Regions from separate parts of the Mus musculus genome. Here region 1 is linked to region 2. A link is a contact called in public Hi-C data. All regions are on one chromosome and are shown on one strand. The core of a region is the stretch at or near the end of the contact, and the rest is flanking DNA. Distances in the headings are between cores, read along the strand shown.

Region 1 (5,220 bases), core at 1,739-4,238, 580 kb before region 2:
TGGATGCTTGCTGAAAAGCCTGAACCTTAACCCAGATGTTCAGACTCGTACTGGGGTGAGGCCTACAAACCTGATTTTACTTGGGATCCCAGAGGCTGTGAGTCAAGGCAAGGGTTGGGAATTTCTACCCCTCGGTTCTCTCTCAAATAAAAGAATAACTTAGCTTGCACATCCTAGCAAAGATTTCACTCAGTTTCTTCATGGTGTCTCAGGTTGGGTAGTGTGTAGTATAGTGTGAGGTGTGTGTGTGTGTGTGTGTGTGTGTGTGTGTGTGTTGGGAATCCAACAAGCAGATAGAAGAATGGTAGACACACACACACACATATCACAGACTAAAATGAGAGGTCAAAATATTTTTCTTTGACCTAATCTATGTTTCCTTTAATCAGGAGTACACATGATTTACTTAATAAAAATAATTAAAAAAAAAAAGGGATCCAGCCTGGCAGTGGTGGTGCACGCCTTTAATCCCAACACTTGTGGCAGAGGCAGGTAGATTTCTGAGTTCGAGGCCAGCCTGGTCTACAAAGTGAGTTCCAGGCCAGCCAGGACTACACAGAAAAACCCTGTCTCAAAAAACAAACAAACAAACCAAAAAAGGGATCCCGTCCAGCTATTGTCCATCTTGAATTTCTTAGTCCATCCAAATATTGTGGCCCTCAGTACCTGGGATGGAAGTGTCAGGGGGAAATTTTCAGAACTGATTCCAGGATCAGGCACCTAGAGCAGCCGTCGGGAAATGCAGAGCCAACCTGTTCTGCCATCCAGGCCTTGCAGGGTCCTGGGCATTAGGTTCCCAGGGATGTTTAGCAGTAAAGCCAGACCATGGCCGAGGTCCAGGAAGCAGGTGCAGGGCCCAGCACGGCAGCAGGGTACTCCCTTCCCAAAAGCAGCCACAGCATCTCACCTCCAGTGGACATCCATCTTCCCGGAAGTGAGTGGGGTTTGACTTGTGTCCACTGATAGTTTGGCACAATTCCCCAGTGAACACAATCAACCCTCAGTAAGTTAACACCAGTGAGTCACAAGAAAAGAATGTGAAGTTACAAGCAGCCCTGGGTATTTGTTGGATCACAGTGACTTGGGCCTGTTACCAAAGAACCCCACCTAATAGAGCATACATGTCCTGAATCTCTGTACACACCATGTCTCCTTCCCCACTGAATACCTCTACCTCCTGGGGAGCTTGAGAAAGTAACCAGGACAAAGTTGATGTGGATGTTAGGCCCCTCCCCTTCTCCTAACTACCATGGAGTTCCCCTGGGCTCACAGATTGGGTGTGTGTGTGTGTGTGAGGGGGACTGGGCATAGCACTGAGCAGCCTCTTTGCAACCAGTTGTTCCTTTAGAGCTCCAGACAACTCCCATATCCTATGCCAGGGTACACCTCCCACATCCAGGATAGGGGAAGGCCAAAATTCCAAGGGATATTGTTTGAACCTTACAATTGTAATAAAGTTTAAAAATATCAATTTAGCCTATGGCTAGTTCCTATCTACAAGAAAATTAATTGTATCAATAACCGTGCCTTGGCATCAGAAGGAGGTAACTAAGCAGTCTCTAAACAGGGTAACAAGTAGCTGTACCCTGTCATCTAACACACCACCCCCATCCCTCTTCTTCCACTGCCTTGTGCATGAGAGATAAGGGGCAGACAAAGCCTACAGTCCTGGCACCACCCACTAAATACTAACACACACACCCATACTCTCCAGATGGCTCCCTGAAGCCCTGCTCTGCTGCTGACTTAGAGCTAAGGATGACCATGAACGCCTGATGCTCCTGCCCACTCCTCCCAAACACTACATTATAGGGGTCATCACTCTCTGATTTGTATCCTGAATTTATTTTTGCACCCATTCCATAGGACTTGAGTGAGTTTGGCGCAACAGCCTTGGCAGGACGTTGTTTAATAGACACTAGCTTAGAATAAACACTTATATTAATGACATCATTATTTCAGCAGGTCCTTCCTGCTGGGCAGACCTCACCAGAACAGATCTGAGCAGGAAACCTCATCTGTTTTGCTGGCTCACCTCCCAGAGACATCATGGGTAACGACCACAGGCCTTATTTTCCCATCGGGCCCTGTCTTCTCTTACTAAGGTGACCTTAAACATTTCTGAGGGCTCTGTCTTCCTTGGCCTCGCCAGGCTGTTGTGAGGAGAGGGGGTTAGGTGTGTGGCAGGTGCCTGACTTGTTGCTCAGAAATACTTGGCTCTTTGTTATTAATTTCTTTCCCCTATCTCCTGAGAAGGAGTAATACCAGTGATGTCTGCCACTTGTGTATTGTAATCCACAAAACCACGGGACAAGTGAAGAAGAGAGTGTGAGAGAGTGTGATTCAGGGATGAACGGAGCTTCCGTGAAGACCACGACATGGTGCCCGTGCCTGTGATCCTGACACTTAGAATGTTGAAGAAGGATTTCCAAATTCTAGCCCAGCCTGGGCTACATGGTGAGACCCTGCCTCAAACAACAGCAAGAACAACAAAATAACAAATAAAGCAGGCCTGGGGGCGGGGGAGGAGCTGGGGAAATTTAGTCAGTAGATAAGTGCCCTCGTGCAAGCATGAGGTGGTGAGTTCAAGTTCCCAGACACATAGCATGAGTGTTTGTAATGCCAGCACTCCTACAGGTAGATGTGAGGCCGAGATAGGAGAATCCCCCAGAAGCCAGGAGCCCACCTATCCTGCCATATACAGTGGGGAAACAGTAGAGACCCTGTCACAATGTGAAAGGTGAGGACAGACTCCTAAGGTTGACTTCTGACCTCCATGCTTACATTGTGGTACATGCACATCCACATTCACACACACACACACACACACACACACACACACACACACACACACACACAGTGCTGGGGATGAAGTTCCCTTGATAGAGTGATTGCCCAGCATGCAAGAAGCTCTGGGTTTGAATTCTAACACTGCATAAACAGCGTTTGCTGGCCTAAGCCTGTGATCTCAGCACTTAAGAGGTAGAAGTAGGGGGAGGAATTCAAGGTCATCCTTGGCTACTTAATGAGTTTGAGGCCAGCCTGAAATATATGAGCCCCTGTCTCAAAAACAAAACAGAACAAACAACAACAATAATAACAACGACGACAACAAAATGAAAAGAAAGCAAAAACTGCAGAAAACCCACCACTTTGCACTGGTAGCAGGAGGTGCTTTTCTACTGGGCTCAGCTCTGAGGAAGCTGAGGGAATAGACATAGAAGCTGTGGAAATACTTCCTCTTGTAGTTAAGATTTTGAAGAAGTCTAAGCCTTAGGAACGATTTCTCCCTTGGATGCTTTTGTTTGTTGTGAGTGAATGACATCAACTTCAGCCTTGGGGAGGAAGTATAAAGCCATTGCTGGGTGGGCTGGGTGCTGGTCAGTGCTTCAGTTTGTGTGAGGCTCTAGTTCAGTCCTCAGAGCTAAGAAAGAACACGTGCTGCAGACTCAAAGCTGCCAGATGATGTGACTGACACTAGGAACAGGTGACCAGAGTGACTGAGCCCTGCTGCTGCAGAGTTGCTTTTGTGATGGCCAGACTGAGAAAACTCCAGCGAGGATGGTTTGACTGTCTATAGTGCTGGGAAGTGAACTCAGGGCCTCAGGGCTGCTAGGGAAGCTCCCTATGCCACCAGTCCTTCTAATTATATGTTTTAGACAGAATCTCGGTAAATGGCCCAGGCTGGCCTCAAACTTGCAGCTCTCCTATCTCAGACTTGAAAGTTGTTACAACCTGTATTTATCTATTTAGTATGTGTGAGTCCCTCTTTCTTTCTCTCTTGAATGAGTGTGTGTGTGCGTATCACTGAAATATCATCATATATACACATATGTACACACACACACATATATGTGTGTACACATATGTGTGTCTGTGTATATATTTATATAGATATATCTATATCTATATCTATATATACCAACACCAACACCAAAATTCCAAAACCAAAGCAAGCCAAAACCCTGCAGAAAATCCACCACCTTTCACTGTGGCATAAGGTGAATAAGCCTAATTTTTTTATCTGTAAAATGTTACACAAGGATTTTTTTTTGCTTCATTTCCAGGCTTGGAAAATGTGTAATTGTAGTAATATATAGAATTCTAGCCAGGATGCCAACATTAAGATCCAGTGGGCAAACACAAACTACTTGAATTTTTTAGTTACTTAAATTCAAATTACTTGAATTACATGAAGCAAAACTGGAGGACTTTTGGAGTAGCTGACTTCTTGAGCACAGGCTTTTCAGACTTAATACAGGCCATGTTAGCAGAAAGGGAAAACTCAGGGAAGATGGAGAAGGGCTGAGGAAATGGCTTAGTGCTGAAGAACACTCAATGCTCTTGCAGAGGACTGCAGTTGCTTTCCAATACCCATCCTAGGTGGCTCACAGCTGCAGGTAATTCTGGGGATTGATGCCTTCTTCTGGACACACACGCGCGCGCACACACACACACAGTACACATAATAAAGAAGAAATGAAAATAAGGGGGAGAGAGAGAGGAGGGAGAAGAACTACTTAAGCGTGTGCTCTTCCAGGAAGCCCTCTCTGAAGCCTTCTTGCGGGGCTAGGATACAGGCTCTCTCAGTTTCTTGCATTCCCCGTTCGTTTCTACTTGGTTCAGATTGTGTGTCACATTCATTGTCCATGCATACCCCCATCATGGCTGTAAAACTGTCCTCAGGGATTCGGACCTAGCACAAGGCCATGCAGGCTCTGAGTGGAGTCGAAAAGCTTGTGAATTGGACAAAGCATCAGTGATGAAACAGGGCGATTCTGCCTGCATTTCCAATTGGTGGCTTTATTTCAGAGAGCATTTACCATAATAAGCCTGTGTGTAAATATTTCTTTAAAATTGTGTTCATTGATTTGTATTGGTGCATTGGTGTTTTGCCTGTATGCATATCCAGAGTTCCTTCTAGAACTGGAGTTACAGATAATTGGGAGCTGCCATGTAGGTGCTGGGAATTGAATTCAGGTTCTCTGGAAGGACAGCCAGTGTACTTAACTACTGAGCCATCTCTCCAGCCCTGTCTAAACAATTTTATGAAGGCTATGAAGAGTTTCCTCTGTGTTTGCCAGCTGCTCCCTTGAAGCCTAAAACTTCTCCCAAGTCTATGGAACTGCACTGTTTCTAACTTCCAGGACAAGACCCGGAATGCTGTGTGCAAGCAGTGTGTAGACCGATGCAGCAGAGTGGTGAGGGATGAAAGCTCCA
Region 2 (5,794 bases), core at 2,027-4,526:
ACAAAACAAAACAAAAACCCATCAGAGCCCTGGAAAGAGTCATAGACTTAGCTGCAAAGCCTGACAGTGTGGAACCCCTAGGAAAGAAGAGGGGAGCACTTCCCAGGATTGCTCTGGCTGTGGTCTCAAAGGCAGGACCTCAAAACAGAGATATCAGAAACAGCGTAACTACAGCAAACTAAAAGGCAGCAAAGGAAACGATCTACAAGAGAAAGAGACAACCACGCGGGAGAGGGCATTTTCATGTCTTATATGTGAGAAGGTACTAACCTCCAAAATACATAAAGAATTCCATTAAGTTAATAAATCTAAAACTAGTAACCTGTTTTTAAAAGTGAACAAAGGACCTGAATAGACATTTCTCCAAAGAAAATATACAAAGTGTCCAACAAGCATGTGAAAAAAAAAATGACCAGCATCACTGAATTTCTGTGAAGTGTGAATCAAAACCACAGAGACATTGCCTGAGCCTTTCAGGATGCTATCATCATAGGAAAGAAAAAAGAAGAAAAGGAGGAGGAGGAAGAAGAGGAGAAGGAAGATGAGGAGGAGGAGGAGGAGGAAGAAGAAGAAGAAGAAAAGAAGAAGAAGAAGAAAAGAAGAAGAAGAAGAAGAAGAAGAAGAAGAAGAAGAAGAAGAAGAAGAAGAAGAAGAAGAAGAAGAAGAAGAAGAAGAAGAAGTAGAGGTGGTGTGTGGGCAAAAGAGAAACCTTTGAATCCTGTTGGCAGAAATATTCTGGAAAACAGTAGGCAGGTTCCTCAAAAGGTTAAAGATAGAACAGCCGTATTGTTCAGTAATCCCACTTCCGCATACTAATCCAAAAGAACCGAAGTCGGGATCTTGACAAGACATTAGAAGTCCTGTGTTCACTCTGGCACTGCCTGTAAGAACTGAGGTATAAGCCGACCTACACGTCATTACAGATGAATGGATAAAGACATGAAGCACACACATGTTCTTAAATAAGATGGAATGGATATATCACAATGGAGGGTGGGGAGACGACTCACAGTTAAGAGCACTTGCTGCTCTTCTAACTCCAGTTTTAGGGCATTTGATGCCCTCTTCCTGCTCTCTGAACAGCACATGGGTTGTACATACATGCATGCAGGCAAAACACTCATAAAATAAAAAAAAAAATACAATTTAAAAGCATTAAAATTTGTTGGGTGAGATGGCTCATGCCTTTAAGCCTACTAATTTAAGCCCTTTAATTCTGGAGGCAGAGGCATGTGGATCTCTAAGTTTGAGGCCAATGGATCTCTGTGAGTTTAAAGTCAATCTGGTCCATATAGGGAGTTCCAGGACAGCCATGGTTATATAGTGAGACTGTCTCAAAACAAAATAAAAAGCAAAAACAAAAAAATAAAAAATAGGGCTGGTGAGATGGCTCAGTGGGTAAGAGCACCTGACTGCTCTTCCGAAGGTCAGGAGTTCAAATCCCAGCAACCACATGGTGGCTCACAACCATCCGATCACGAGATCTGACTCCCTCTTCTGGAGTGTCTGAGGACAGCTACAGTGTACTTACATATAATAAATAAATAAATAAATCTTAAAAAAAAAGTAAAAAATATAATATCTGAAGTTAAGGATTTGGAATTGAAATGTAAATACATATGGTATGACTTAGAATTGAAATAATTATGCAGGCTATGAGACAAGGTAATTTTATCTTCTTGAATTCTTTTTGATATTCTAATCACAGCAATTGATCAATATAAATAAGTATAATTAAAGAACTAATTCCAGAAAGAAAAACATACTAACAAACATCCAAATCTACAATTGGTTTTCATGAATTCTTTCCTGCGTCCTAGTTTATAATGGATCATTATTGGGAGGAAGTCTGACTTCCGCTTAAAATAACAAACAAATCACCACTCTGTTAAAACACAAAACAACCACAAACTAGGCTAAGGATGAAGTGTATCTGACAGAGTGCTTGCCTAGCATGCTGGAAGCCCTGGCTGCAACCCAAGTAAGGTATAAAACCAGGCATGGGTGTGCACACCTGTAATCCTAGCACCCGGAAGGTGAGGGCAAGGGAATCCTGACTTCAAAGTCGTCCTGAGCCACAAAACATCATCCTGGTTTGATAAGGGGGAAAAAAAGAGGAAAAGAAAAGAAAATTAAGGAATAGGAGGGACTTGGGCTAGAATACCTGAAAGGAAATTTTAAGCTAAAGTGTATATGGCACATGACTGGAGGGGACCATGACTTGAGTTGCCTTGGGGATCAGGTGGGAGGCTCATAGCTGTGGTGGTTTTGTGGTTAGGCAGCTCTGTATCCTGCCTCCAGCTTTAACCACTCACTGGACGTTAGTTAGGGAGTCCTTGCTCAAGTTACAGGAGCTCTAAAGCCCAGCCTCCTCATGGGTAAAACGGAGATGTCCACGGGCTATGTCACAGATGTTCATAAGACAGAATTCATACCAGGCATTTAAAGCAGGCAGATGTGCCCTGTCTAAGAAGCAGATTATATCCAACAAATGCTAGGCTCCTTCATGTGTGAAAGTGAACAGACCTGAGACGAAATTCACCAACAGGTCTTTGACAATCCCTCTGACTTTCTGACTGCCGAGTGCAGACCAACACACTATAGTCTCCAATGACGTGTGTGTATATGTGGATGACGTGATCACCATCTCCAGGTCCCTAGAGGAAGGCATGTGGGTTTCATCTACATGTAAAAAGAATAAATTAGGAGCAGGAAGTGTATCGGAGATCCTCTCTATTTATTTACCTATAGTTAGTTTTAAAAAATCTCTTTAAAACTCATCTTTTTATTCTTAAACAGTCATACATTTGCATAAAGTACTTTCTCGGACCCGCCCCCTCCACCCCTTCCCGCCCTCCTACTGCCTGTTGACTGCTTTCATCTTCCCAAGTCCCTCCGGTACTTCTGAGCCTTTTTGTTTGCTTTACTTTGGGTCTGGAGCCACGCTGTGTTCAGTCAGGGTTGCTTGCAGGAGCACGGGGCGGGGTTGTGGACCATGCACAACTAACCAGTGTCAACACCCCTGAAAAAACACGACTTGCTCTCCCCAGTCCCTTCTAATTTCCTTTAAGATCTATGTCTTTTACTTTATGTGTATGAGTGTCCTGTCTGCATGTGTGCCGAGGCGGTCAGACAATGGATCAGGTCCTCTAGAACCGGGGTTACCGGTGGTTGTGAGCAACCACTGTGTGCTGGGAACCTAGGTTCTCCTCTGAGCCATCTCCCCAGCCCTAGTTAGATACTTAGAAAGAGGATCTCACTGTGTAACTCTGGCTGGCCTGAAATTCACAGAGCTCTTCCTGTCTCTATTTCCTGAGTGCTGGAACCAAAGGCTTGCGCCCACACTGAGCTCCTTTTACTTTTACTTTCTAAATTAGAGAACGTGGACGCTGCTTCACAAAGTGTCCCGCTACAGCCGTGCACACAGGAGAGTTCCCCCAACAATGTACACAATCCCAGTCTCCAGGTCTTTGAGTTCTGTTGGAAACAAAACAAAACAAAACAAAAACAAAAACAAACCACCACCACCCCACAACAACAATAACAAAAAAACCACAAATGCCTTCCCCTGCACCCATAGGCCCGAGACAGAGCTTGGCAGGGATGCAGTGTGGCTGGCTTCCCCAAGGGTGCACAAGCTCTAGATCCAGAAGGAGGAGGCATTGTGCAGAAGAGCCCGGAGCAGCAGCCAGGCTTCCTTCGCACCAGCAACATCCCTGCTCCTCAAAGTTGTGACAGCCGGGAGTGGGGGTGGGTGGGTATGAGGGACTTTTGGTATAGCATTGGAAATGTAAATGAGCTAAATACCTAATAAAAAATGGAAATAAATAAATAAATAAATAAATAAATAAATAAATAAGTTGTGACAGCCTTCCCCAGGCCCAGGCTCACTAAGTTTTGGAGGCTACAAGGTAGCAGTCACCATAAAATCAACAGTAGTGTTCTCCGTCAAGCCGTGCAAACAGAAGAGGTTCTCCCAACGCGGGTGGATCCTGACCACCGGCCTCTGGCGGGACAGAATGTTCTGGTGGCCAGGCCGCAGAGAAAAGTCTGGCTTTGTGTTGTACAAGGAGGAAAATTCCTACTGCGGTTGGACGCAGCTCACTCTGAGCTAGGGTATCGCCTGCCACCTAGCGGCTCGCTCGCGGAAGAGGGCATGTTTCCACGAAAGCAAGGCCAAAAAGTTCGGTTCACGTTTTTTTTTTTGTTTGTTTGTTTTGTTTTGTTTTGTTTTTTTGTTTGTTTGTTTGTTTTTTTTAACACCTCCCGGGCTGCCAGGATCCCCCTTCTCAGGACAATGCCAAGGCTGGAGCCTTACAAAATACCGAGTACTAGTGTCTTTTTAGTATAGTTCGTCACTCTCCCACAGCTCCACCTGCTAGAAAGAAATGCAGAGAGAGCAGCGAGAGGAAGCTCCCGTTCAGCCATGGAAAGAGATCAAGTCACATACAGGACTAATGTGGGTGACAGAGACCATGGAACTGGAGTCAGTAAAGAGATCCTGGAAGGCGTGCGCGTGTGCGTGTGTGTGTGTGTGTGTGTGTGTGTGTGTGTGTGTGTACACGCACGCTTTTATTTTGTTTTGTTTTTAACTCCTAAAACTATTATTTCATTATGTTCATTATGTTTTTATGTGTATGGGTATTTGCCTGCATATATGTCTTGTGTATCAGATGTGTGCCTGGTGCCCTTGGAGGCCAGAAGAGGGCATCTGACCTCTTGAAACTGGAATTACAGATAATTGTGAGCCGTCATGTGAGTTCTGGGAATCAACCCCAAATCCTCTGTAAGAGCAGCCATTGCTCTTAACTGCTGAGTTCTCTCTCCACTGAATGCAGGCACCTCCTTATCTCTGAGTTATGACTGGTTCTGTAAGATGGGGAAGGTGGATGGTGGTGAATACAGCCCAAAAGCCTGGGTTTTCAGAGTCGGCCTTCATCCAGCACTGTACTGGCTTCTCTGGCTGGAACTCGGCTAGCCTCCTGGATTCTCTGAACAGTGGCTTCTGCCTCTTGCTTCACCTTTGACCTTCCTCTGCTTTCCACAGGGCCCTCACACCTCCCATGAATGCTGATATATTCAAGTAACGTGTTCTGTGGTTTACTCAGTGTTTGGCACATGATAAGCACTGGAGTCACAGCTTGTACTGCTGTGGGTTAGACAACAGATGGACCTGGCCTGGAGGCTCAGCAGAGAACCAGGGACTGCTCTGTGCACTAAGTCAGCCCAAGGCTTTGAGTCGGCCATTTTTGTTTGCATTCTTAATTTTGTGTCACTGGATAAACTGTGTCCATCCTTTGAGCCTCCTCAGCATGTCAGGATAGAAGAATATTCCTCTATCCTGCATTCATAGTAGAGCCATCTAGGGAAGTAGTTCTCACCCTGTGGGTCTCGACCCCTCTGGATTTCCATACCATACATCCTACGTATCAGATATTTACATTATGGTTCACAACAGTAGCAAAATTACACTTATGAAGTAGCCGGAAGTAGCCACAGAAATAATTTTGTGGTGGGGGTGTGTGTCACCATAATATTAAAGGGTTACAACTCCAAGGAAGAAAGGAAACATAGCTCATAGCTTATATACATAAGGCCACAGCTTCCATCCCAGCACCTAAGAACCAAAACAAAAAGCTAAGAATTCTCTCACACCCCATACCCACTAAATCAGAGCCTCTGGGACTGGGACCAGATAAATTGCAGGTTTTTTTTAAAGCTTCCCACGTGATTCCAAAGTACATCCAAGGTTGAGGAACAATAGATGGGCTAATCGTTGAGGCTCTCAAATGAT

The links. A called contact is a pair of places that touch in the nucleus more often than the background predicts.
Region 1: a contact with region 2 is called in a Hi-C map of the G1E-ER4 cell line, with 4 times the contacts expected there. The contact joins two enhancer-like sites. A contact is called at or near these places in 6 of 39 promoter capture datasets (3T3-L1-derived adipocytes, the HPC-7 cell line, cranial neural crest and 3 more), 1 of 484 Hi-C or Micro-C datasets (the G1E-ER4 cell line), 3 of 115 datasets of contacts at active chromatin or transcription factors (bone marrow-derived macrophages, large pre-B cells and pancreatic cancer cells) and 2 of 9 other capture datasets (adipose tissue and embryonic stem cells).

What each region holds. Positions count from the first base shown.
Region 1 is chr7:98,326,624-98,331,843 of GRCm38.p6, reverse strand. No RefSeq gene overlaps it. Among named protein-coding and RNA genes, the nearest start is that of Acer3, 20 kb to the right of the region's middle. Within about 2 kb of position 2,988, at least 29 of the 459 cell types and tissues checked have an H3K27ac peak or open chromatin away from gene starts, as enhancers often do. A contact at or near this core is called in the G1E-ER4 cell line, adipose tissue, bone marrow-derived macrophages and 1 more, where this site is marked.
Region 2 is chr7:97,746,578-97,752,371 of GRCm38.p6, reverse strand. No RefSeq gene overlaps it. Among named protein-coding and RNA genes, the nearest start is that of Aqp11, 11 kb to the right of the region's middle. Within about 2 kb of position 3,276, at least 234 of the 459 cell types and tissues checked have an H3K27ac peak or open chromatin away from gene starts, as enhancers often do. A contact at or near this core is called in the G1E-ER4 cell line, adipose tissue, bone marrow-derived macrophages and 1 more, where this site is marked.